2 separate regions of the Pogona vitticeps genome follow, and region 2 is linked to region 1. Evidence: chromatin contacts called from public Hi-C data. All regions are on one chromosome and are shown on one strand. Each heading gives the region's core, a stretch centred on a gene start, on an enhancer-like site or on the middle of the called end of the contact. The rest is flanking DNA. Distances are from core to core; before and after follow the strand shown. Region 1 holds the start of CD40 (CD40 molecule). Region 2 holds the start of UBE2C (ubiquitin conjugating enzyme E2 C).

Region 1 (5,460 bases), core at 234-2,733:
GGCCGGGCCGGGCCTTCCAGCCTCCTCCTGCCCTGTCTGGCCGAGGCTGCCTGACAAGGCTCACCTCCCCATGGGAAAAAGCATGCCTGCCTTCCACCCAGACCTTGGGCACAAGGGGACCCGCGGTGCCAGGCGGGATACCCCCCTCGCCTGCAATCCAGAGCGCAGGGAGAGAGCTGGCAGGGTCCTTTCGTCTTTCTTGAATCTCGGGCCGGCGGGCCGGTGCTCAGCTCCTCCGCCAGAGGGGTCCCCGGAGCGGACCCGGCGCGGGAGGAGAGGCGCCGGTCTCTGGGGCAGATGCCGCGGGGCCTGGGGGCTGCTTCCAGGAGAGGAGCTGTCTCTTGCCGGCGCCCCCCCCCCCGCCCCCTTATCCCTGGCTTCACCCCTGGGGCCGCACCTGCTTCCTTGGCTGCCCTGCGGGACCAGCCCTTATTTGGGGCCTCGCCAGAAACAGAGGCACGCCTCCCCCCCCCCGCGGCAGAGAAGCACCGCGGGCGGCGCCCCCCCGACCCCCCGACCCCCGCGCTTCAAACGGTCCACCGGCAGGCCTTCGGCCCCTTCACGTCCTAGGGGAGACTTGGCGCGATGGGGCCGTGAGGAAGCCGCCCTTCCCTGGGGCTCCCGAACACCCTGAGCGAGCGGCTCGCCATCCATCCGCGGGACTTGCTCCGGCTGCCCCAGGCGGGGGCCTCTCCGCTCACTGACGGAAGCACCCGGAGTCCCCCCCCCCACCGCTCGCTCTCTCCTCACAAGCCCGGGACTGAGCGCTGGCGCTCCTGGGGCCGGACAAAGCGGGCTCCGAGGCGAAAAGGCTCCCGCCGAAGGCCACCCGGGAGTCCCTAAGGGGCCAAGACACGCCGCCCCCTTCCCTCCGGCTCCCCCCCCCCGCCCACCGCCGCCCCGCGTTAATTCCACCGCCTGCTGAGACCGACGGCCGGGGCGACTGCTCTGGAAACCGCCCCTGCCCCGCGTCGACGGCCGCGAGTCCCGCGGAGGCCCCGCCGCCCCGCACGAGGGCCAGGCAGTGCCAAGGCCGGGGGGGGGGGAGTTCCTCCGAGGAGCCAGGCGCGGCTCTTCCCAGGAGCACCCGGAGCTCGGCCGGGAAAGGCCCTGTCCTGCCCTGGGAGAGACGAAGGCGCCGAGAAGGACCAGCCAGCGGGGCGCGTTCCGTCCAGGCGGCGCCTCCGCCCTCGGGGGAGCGGGCAGACCTCCCCAGCGGCCCCCCAAAGCCCAAGGAGGGGTTTTTGTGGCCGCCCAGAACCGAAACCCTCTGGAAAGGAGGGGAGACTCCCAGAGGCGCGGCAGAAGGGCGCTCTGCCCACGCTCAGAGGCATCCGCGCCGCTGCTTACCTGCTGCCGCGGCCGCCGCTCGCCCTGTCACGCGATCGCGGGCGGGCCGAAGCGCCCCGCCTAAGCCCGGCCTCCGGGGGGCTGGCTTGACCACGGGCCGCCCCCTCGGAGGGGCTTTGCACCGCTGGATTGGCTGCTCGCCCCACTAGGCGCGTCGCCCTCCTTCCCGCCTCCGCTCGCGGCCTATAAGGCGAGCCGCCGACGGCGCCCGGCCGTAGGGAAAGCGGCGATGGGGCGGCTGTTGGCCATCTGGCTGGCGGCGGCGTGGGGCAGCGGGGCCCTCCTCGCGGTGAGTTTTGCTTTCGATTCCCGGAGGCTTGGGGCGGGGGAGGGCGGCCCCCCTCGACTGACGGCCCCCCGGGGGTCAGCCTGGCCCGGCCGCCCCCCTCGCGGTCTCGGCCGGCGCTCAAAGGGGATCGCGGGGCAAGCGGCCCCTCCCGGAGAGCCGACTCGCCGCTGGAGGGCCTCGCCCGCTGCCTTCTCCCTCCCCCCCCCGCCGCTCGCCCCAGGCGCCGCCCGCCCCCGCGAAGGGCTCTGGTTCCTCTTTCGGGCCCAGGAATCCCCCACCTCTGCCCCGACGTCCGAGCTGCGAAGGGAGGTGCGGGCAAATCCGGGAGGGGGGCCGAGAAGAGGCGCGCTGAGCGCTCGGACGGAAGCCCCATCCAGGAGAGCCCCTGCCGGTCTCTTTCCCCGCCCCCCTTGCTCCTTCGGGGACTTCTTTAATCGCAGGCAAGGCTAGCCACCACCACCCCCCGCCCTTGCTTCAATGAGCTGCACCCCCCCCCTTGTCTGGCCCGGTTTGGGTTCCACTGGGGGTCTTTCCCAGTTTTCACAAACAGGTCTGAGACCTACAGGAGTTTTGACCCTCTGTCCAGTTCGGGCACTCCCAAACTACAATTGGGCTTACACAAGAGGGTGCCCCAGAGGTTGTCCCTCCCTCCCTCCCCCCTCCTCCCCCCCCGTACCCCTGCAGCTGCCTTGCCGACTTGGGGGGGGGTAAATGGGTGGAGAAGAGGACATGCTCCAGAGTTCAGCTGCCAAGGGAAGCTCCAGCCAAGCACCGGACAAGCCAACCACCCTCTTCATTTCCTCAGGTGACCTCCTGGCCTCCCCAAGGCCCCTCTGGAGCCTCTGTCAGGATTGCCCCACTCAGGCGCCTTCAACAAACAAACCAACCTCAGAAGTTCCTTTCCCCCATTTCTCGGAGCCACAGCAGTGCCAAGCATTGGGGGCTGATGGGCCCCTAAGGGGACCTTGGGCGAGTCTGTTGGTCTCTTGGCTTCGGGAGTTTCCTTGTGGTAGAAAGGAGATTCCGTGCTGGACATACAGCAGGCAGGATGGTCGGCGTCTGCAACGCCCCCAACAGGTCCCCAGCTGAGAGCTCCAATCCAGCGTGGGGGTGGGGGTGGGGGTGGGGGTGGGGTGGCCCCTCCCCATCGCACCTTCACCTGCAGCGAGCTCTCTGGCCTCCCAGTCTCCCTAGACCAGCCTTTGCCACCCAGCCTGCAAAGGGCTCCGCTGGGGTCTCTGCAGGTGAGCTGATGGGGGAGGTGGGCTTGAGTCAGAGGCAAGAGGGGAGAGAGAGGGAAAGAGAGGGACCACTGGCAAGAATTCAGGGTTGCTTTGTAGTATCAGCCGCCCAGTGCAGAAGAGCCGATAGATCACCACCGTGTTGCTCTACAGTTTCCGTTGTTCCTGAGCACGTGGTCTGCCTCTGCTGCAGAATTAGGGCTGGGGTCTTTCTGCCACCAGCTGGATGTGTGCTGAGAGTCTTCAGGCTCTTTGGGACCATTCAGAGGAGAGCCTTGCCGGAATTCTGGGGCCGGTGGGAACGGCTGTGCTTCCACTTCAGGCAGAAGGACAGCCCCGAAGAAAACGAGATGGTGCCAGATAAGCGCCTGCTTATCATCTCACCCAAAACCCCAGGAAGGAAGTTGGGGGCCCCAGACGCAGCTCTACCGTGGCTTTGCGGTTTGTATGGCGGAGGGAGGCTGTGGTGATCTGGCTGTGCTAAACTTCTCCCCACCCCTCCCTCAAACACTCTCTCTCTTCCCCCCCCCCCCAGTGCCTGGCTCTGGAGCAGGGGCCGAACTGCAACGCCACGCAGTACCTGCAGCAAATGCCCAGTGGGGACTGGTGTTGTAGCAGATGCCCGCCAGGTAGGAACCCAGCCTGGCACTCCGGGATCCATCTGGTCCCTGCCCTGTTTGTGTGAGAGCAGAACACCTCTCTGTGGGCGTGACTCCTGAGCGGCCCACAGGGGAGGAAGAAAGTCCCTTCCAGGCTTGCTCAGGTCGCCCGGGTCCCGTGGGCTGCCCTGCTGGCTGCTGGAAGCTCCTCTCTGATGCTGCGCCACCTTGACCAAAGACAGTGACCCAAAAAGAGCTCCAGAAGAGCCCGCTGGGGCAAGAGTCCCCCCCCTCCCACCCCTCTGACCTCTTGGGGATCATCACCTCCTTGGACGGGGGCAGGGGGGGACTGTGGAAGGGCCAGCCGGTCCCAGCAGGTCTCTCCCTCCTGCCTGTCCCAAAGTGGGCCCTTGGCCAGAGGCACCTTGTGGGGGACCAGCCCCTTCAGGGCACTCCCCCGCCCGCAGGGCAGCCTCACTGGTTTCCATGCGGTCTTCCAGGCCAGAAGGTCAAAACGCCCTGCGACGGGGAGTCCGACACCGTTTGTCAGCCATGCGAGACTGAGCACTTCCAGGCCGGCTGGACCAAGGAGAAGCACTGCACGCCACACACCTACTGTGACCCGAGTAAGCCAGGGGACTACCTGGTCTGCTTGTGACGGGCGGGGAGCTGTGACGGTGGGCGGGCTGGCCCCCAGCCTCATTGCCCTCTCTTCCCCTTCCAGATGCCGGCTTCCTGCTTCACGTCCCGGGGACTGCCACGAGGGACGCCGAGTGCCGGTGCCGTAATGGCACCCATTGCTCCAGTCCCGAGTGCCAGGTCTGCCGGCCCAGCAAGCCGTGTGGGCCGGGCGAAGGTGTCCAGAAGGAAGGTGGGGAGTGGTGTCTGCTCCCTGGGAGGCGAGCGAGGGTCCTTTGAAGAAGGGAGGCGAAGGGCAGTGGAGCGCCAGCCTCCCGTGGCTTGCTTTGAGCTGCCCTTCCCCCACAGCAGCCAAATGGGTTCTCTGCACATGTACAGAAACTATCTGGTCGCTGTGTCTAGGGCCCAGGCAGCAGCCTGGTTCTGATGGATCCGTGCTGGGTGTTAGTCATGACGAAGGAGACCTGCACCCACCACCTGCTGCAGAACAGGGTTGGAGGGGGAGGAAGGGGTTAGGATCAGCCAGCCCTTCCTGGCCAGTGGGACTCTTCCTTCCAGCAGGCAGCCCCACAGAGGGGTCCCCACTCCCAGGGCCTAGAATCCAGCTACTGCCCCAGAGGATGTGGGTTCTGGGAACCACTGGTGCCTGACACAGCTGCTCTCTCCCGTCTTGCAGCCAGCCACCTGGAGGACACCGTCTGTGTGGAGTGCCCGGAAGGCTTCTTCTCCAGTGTCGTCTCTGCTACAGCTCCCTGCCAGCCCTGGAGCAGGTAAAGCAAGACAGCTTGGCTGTGTGCGCGTGTGTATGTAATGTTATGTATCTATGCGTGCATGCACACCTACACACACAAACAATCATTTTTAGGGCTGCAGAGCTGGAAGGCCCAGCTTGGCTGCTGCTGCTGCTGCTGCTGCTGCTGGGGGTTTTGAGAAGGGCTTGTCAGGGGTCCTACACATGTGCAGGCTGCAAGACGAACCACACAGGACATGCAAATGTGTGCAGCTGAGCCCAGGTGCCCTCCTGAGCAAAGCAGCTGGTGGCAGGGAGTGTGTGTGTGTGTGTGTGTGTGTGTGTGTGTGTGTGTGTGTGTGTGTGTGTGTGTGTGTGTGTGTGTGTGTGTGTGTGTGTGGAGGGGGTGTGTGTGTGTGGAGGGGGTGTGTTTGGTGGGGGTGGATTTGCAGCAAAAGCTACTCGTCTGGAACTCCGCTGCCGCCAAGGCTGGTGCCCCTCCCACCCCGTTGTCAGCTCTCTGGCAGCTGTTTCTCTGTCCCAAGTACTTTGTGGCCTCGCTGACATGTGTGTGTGTGGGGGTAAAACAGGAGGAAGCAGCTGCTCTTCTAG
Region 2 (5,161 bases), core at 1,277-3,776, 340 kb before region 1:
TTAGCCACTTTGCTTTCTGTGACTTGCTTTGCTATATGTATGTTTTCCCTAGGCAGGCAAGAATGCACAAGGGAGGAGGAGGAGGAGAGGGTGCCCATCAAAGTTTCTTCCGATTTACAATTAAGGTATTTCTAACTCCAGGAGGCAGTGGGAGACAGGAAGGCCTGGCATGCTCTGGTCCATGGGGTCACAAAGAGTCAGACACGACTGAACAGCTGAACAACAAAAAAATGAGAAGTCTGACCTTGGAGAACTCTGAGTGTCTTACACCGGCCAGGGAAAAATGAATGATATAGCCTGTTGCCCAGGCGCCTGCAGTCCCTCTTTTTCTCCTCCTTCTCCTTTGCCTCCTCCTTTTCATGTTGAACTTATAAAAATCTATACCTTGGTCTGTGGGGTGCTTTCTCCCTCTCATGCTTTTCCTGTGAGTAGAGTTTGCCTTATTTTGCTTACTTTCCACTGAAAATAAACAAATACATATGTATTGGATCTCTCTGTCTCTGGCTGATGAATTAATGTGTTAGAGACAGGCAAAAATCCAGGAATTAGTCCTGGATCCTTCATTGATTAATCTTGGTACCTTTTATCAGCAAATACAAAAAAACCAAACAATGGCCCACGGACTGGAAAAATTCCCTATCAGTTCCAGTCCCCCAGAAAAGAGATGCCAAGAAGTGAAGTATAACTCTAAGACCATTGCTGTAATTTCCCATCCAAACAAAGTAATGCTCAAGGTGTTGCAACAAAGGCTTTTACCAGAAATGCCTGATTTTCAAGATGGATTCTGAAAAGGAAGAGGCACGCTAGATCCTATTGCAAATACCCGCAGGCTGCTGGGAGGTACGAAAAAAATCCTGAAGACGATCAGTCAGTGCTTTATAGACTACAGCAAAGCTTTGGACTGTGCAGCTCACGAGACCCTATGGGTTCTCTCCTTCGATCGTGTGCCACCCTGAGACACACCTCCGTTTACAGTAGAAATCGGATTTACTGTATCCTTTTCTGTCTTAAATGTAACTTTCTAAGTAAAGTCAGGGTTTTTTTGGGGGGGGGGTTATTTTATTTTAACTGCTTCATATATTTTTATGGGTCTGCATTGGGACTGACTGCCCAGGTATCTATGCTGACCTAACTCTGCCCATAAACAACAAGTACAAACTGGATTCAGAAGAGACGCTTCAGGTCATGTTACAAATATCTGCTAGCTTCTGTTCAATCCATATGCAGAACATAAGTCCAGACTAAATTCAAAGGAAGGAGGAGTGGGAATGGGCGCAAGAAGCATCAGACATCAATGAATTAGCGAAACACCGAGCCACCCTCCTACAGACCCACGTTGGACAAACCTCCTCCTACCTCAAAGACTCAGGACATTTCCTAAGCAAGATCAGCACCCTAAAACTCAACCCCGGGGACAGACTGATCAGCTTTGACGTAGCATCCCTGTTCACCAAGGTGCCGATAAAGGACACCCTGACACTCATCCAGCAGACATCAAGGCCCTCTTCCGACATTGCCTAACGACCAGCTATTTCCAGTGGGATGATGAATTCTATGAACAGACAGATGGGAGTGGCCACGGGGAGCCCCCTCAGCCCGGTTATAGCAAATGTCTACATGGAGCATTTTGAAAAACAGGCCCTGGCTTCGGTGCCCTTCGCACCCACAGTCTGGTTCCAATACGTGGATGACACCTTCGCAATTTGGACACAACGGTGAAGGAAAACTGGAAGAATTTCTCAACCATCAATATACAATTCACCCTGGAAAAAGAAATAAGAGGGCCAGCTCCCTTTCTTGGATGTCATGGCGATACAGCCGGGGAGGTGGGACTCGTTCAGCCCCGGAAAAACTCTGATTTCTACCCCCCCCCCTTGAGGCGCCGCCACCGTGTCCTCCATGCCGTGACTGGCGAAACGTCAGGAAGAACCACCTCCAGAAGACGGAAAACCCGCAACCACCGAACATATCTCAGGCATTCCAGGCATTTCAGGCAGGCGGGCGACACCGTCTTGCTGGCAGAAAGCAGCCCAAGGCTTGAACGGTCTTGAGGGCAGGAAGCAGCAGGAGAAGAGGAAGGCGAGATATGAGACGGGCGGACTCCCTAAAGGAAACCCCAGGCTTGGCCTTGGCCGGAGCTCAGCTGGGCTGCGGACGGGCGGGGCCTTTTGGGGAGGCCATGGAGGCCCACCGGGAGGACCTCATAGATAGAGGGATTTAGGGGGTGTGCGTGGGGGAGGGGAGGTAGAGGTCATCCACCTTTGGCCTGTGGGGGGGGTCAACGTGAGGCCTCGGCGACCTTCTGGCCAGGAAGGGCGATGTGGCCACTACTAGGCAGATCGTCTCTCTCTTTTTTTTTTGTTTTTTGTTTTGAGGACTACAACTCCCAGGACCTTTAAGGGCACCACGCCCAGCGGCCTGGCTGACCGAGGCATTCTGGGAGTTGTGGTCCAACAGGCCCTCCGGGGCGCAGAGGCGGCGGTTTGTGTGACGCCAAGGCCCCTTTAAAGGGGCCCCGCCCACCCGCGCAGGGGCAGCCAATGGGTTCCCTCCGCGCCCGCGAGGGCCGCCGGGACCTAGGGAGCCCGCAGTGCCGGCGGGCCCCCATTGGGCGGATCGAACGCGAGCGCGGCGCTGATTGGCTGGCCGGGCGCGGCTTTGCAACATTCAAACCGGGCAGCCCGGCGAGCGGCGGGCAAGAGTCTGAGGCGACGGACGGGCCGGCCATGGCCTCCTCGCAGAACACCGACCCCGGCGCCAGCGCCGCCCGAGTCTCCAGGAAGGCGGCCGAGCCCGGCAGCAGCGGCGCCCGAGGCTCCGTCCGCAGCAGGTCGGTGGGTGGGAGGGAGGGAGGGAGAGCGGGGGCGGAGGGCGAGGGCGCCCCTGGGCGCGTGCAGAGCGCCCGCTAACCCTTGGCCCCGTCTGTGCTCCACAGGCTGCAGCAGGAGCTGGTGGCGCTGATGGTGAGTGGGGTGGCCGAGGGGGGGGCGCAGGAGGGGGGAGGGGGAGAGGGGGGGTTGCAGCCGCCGGGTCCCCCTCTCCCTCACGAGCCCTCCGCCGGCAGAGCCCCCGGGTGTGTGTTTGTGGGGGGGGGGGGAAACAGGCGGGACGGCTGTGCCTGGCCGGTGGGGGGGGGCTCCGAAGCAGCCAGAAAGACGGAGCAGGGAGGGAGGGGTCGGTCCCGCTGGGTTAAGGGCCGCCGTTCGCCCGCCCCCCCCCCCCGCCCGCCGTCTATCGCTCCGCCGCTGCTGCTCGTCCTCGGCAAGCCAGGCGGAGGCGCGTGCTCGCCCAGGGATCGGGGCCCGGCCGGGAGGCACCCTTCTTTGCCCGGACGGGGCGGGCTGCCGGCCGGCCTCCCTCCCTCCCTGTGGCCTCCCCTCCTGACCGCCTTCCCTCCCTCCCTCTTGCCCCCCAACCCCGCAGATGTCCGGCGACAAAGGCATCTCGGCCTTCCCGGAGTCCGACAACCTCTTCAAGTGGATCGGGACCATCATCGGAGCAGCCGGGACGGTGAGTCGGGCCGGGGGAAGGACGCTGCCTGGCCGGAGACCGGACCCGGGCGGGCAGCGGGGGGGGGGAGGGTGTTGCCTTCCGGGGAGTTTGCGGGGAGAGAAGGGAGGAGGGCGTCGGGGACCCGGGCTGCCCTGGGGGGGGGCTCCTTTTGACCCGCCCCGTCGTCGTCGTCGTTGTCCTGGAGTCACCGGGAACCGCAGGAGCCCTTTCTCAGTGGCGGGTCAGCTCCCCAAGGGGCCCCTTGCCCCCCCCAGAAGGTGGGAGTGCAAGCTTAACTGGCTTAGTTTATCTGTCCCCCCCCCCCCGCCCTGGAGGCAGTTTAAGCTGGTGTTGTAATAGGGTTACCATCCCATTAGAACCCCCTACCTAGCAATAGTCTTGCTGGCTGCTGATTTCATCGGAAATCTATGGAGGGGAACAGAATTAAATGCGTGTCAGAGCAGCCTTGTTTTTAAAAGTGGCCAGCAAGGGGACCAGGAGGCAGTATCTGGGAGGTAGCTGGTTCCAGAGTCAGGGTGAAACACACACACACACACCCCCCGAGAAAGCGCGGTTCCTAGTTTCCTCTCTCTCGGGGCCTCAGACGCCCAACCTGGCCCGAAGAGGGGGCAGTTTGCACTGGAAGAAGGCATTCTGCCAGACCCTGAGGTCCCTCCTGGAACCATCTCACTTGGAAGCTTGCCAGGAAGCACGCCGGCCGTCAGTGTCGGGAAACCAGAGTTGGGGTTAGACGCCGGCATTTGCTAACCCCACCCGACAGCCTGGCCACCCTCTTCCGGACTGGCTGAAGCTTCTAGATCAGCCTCAAGGGAAGCCCCACGTTAGAGCCATTACAGTAGCCTGTTCTTGAGACTACCTGTGCATGAACCCATGAGATGGGTCTGCAAGTGTGTGTGTGGGGGGGTGCAGCTCCACAACCCGCCCCCCAAGAGAAAAATCGCTTAGGCCTCTTTTTCTTAACTCGCTCCCCTCCCAAGGTGCGTATGGGGTGGCGGGCATTACAAGTTGGAGGTCCAGCCTGTGGGAAGAGAGGCCAGCGGGGGGGGAGGAAGAATGGTACTGTAGTGGGGGGGGCGGAAGGGAGAGGTGGCAGGGGCCACCAGGTCTGATTCATGCCCTTCTCCTCCTCCTCCTCCTTGACGCCAGGTGTACGAGGACCTGAGGTACAAGCTGGCCCTGGAGTTCCCCAGCGGGTACCCCTACAACGCGCCCACCGTCAAGTTCCTCACCCCCTGCTACCACCCCAACGTGGACCTGCAGGGAAACATCTGCCTGGACATCCTCAAAGACAAGTGGTCGGCCTTGTACGACGTCCGGACCATCCTGCTCTCCATCCAGAGCCTGCTGGGAGGTGGGTCGGAAGCCCTTGCGGAGGGGAGGGGGCTGCTCAGGGCGGGCAAGGCCCCAAAGGCAGGCTCTTTGACGGAGCTTGTTTATAAACATGGGGACAAAGAAAAAAAAAACGGATTGAGGTATTCGTGAGAAATCGTCTGTTCGTGAACTATTGGTCCCTTTGTATTGGTCAGTTCCAGAGACCTGGACGAATACAAAGAGATGAATATTTAACGTTAGTAGGCTTTCCCTTTCTGCCTACGGGCCTGCTGATCAGCTGATTGGTGGGCCAATAGGCACCCACCCACCCCCACAG

Evidence for each region. A called contact is a pair of places that touch in the nucleus more often than the background predicts.
Region 2: a Hi-C map of blood shows a contact between it and region 1, with 5 times the contacts expected there. The contact joins the promoter of UBE2C here to the promoter of CD40 in region 1. A contact is called at or near these places in 2 of 2 Hi-C or Micro-C datasets (blood and muscle).

What each region holds. Positions count from the first base shown.
Region 1 is chr4:575,932-581,391 of PviZW2.1, reverse strand. It overlaps CD40 (CD40 molecule), which reads left to right and starts at 1,483. Exons shown (of 9, transcript XM_020807036.3): 1 at 1,483-1,639; 2 at 3,416-3,509; 3 at 3,980-4,105; 4 at 4,204-4,350; 5 at 4,795-4,888. The coding sequence starts at 1,580.
Region 2 is chr4:912,959-918,119 of PviZW2.1, reverse strand. UBE2C (ubiquitin conjugating enzyme E2 C) reads left to right here and starts at 2,526. Exons shown (of 6, transcript XM_072996568.2): 1 at 2,526-2,830; 2 at 2,936-2,963; 3 at 3,424-3,510; 4 at 4,660-4,864. The coding sequence starts at 2,541.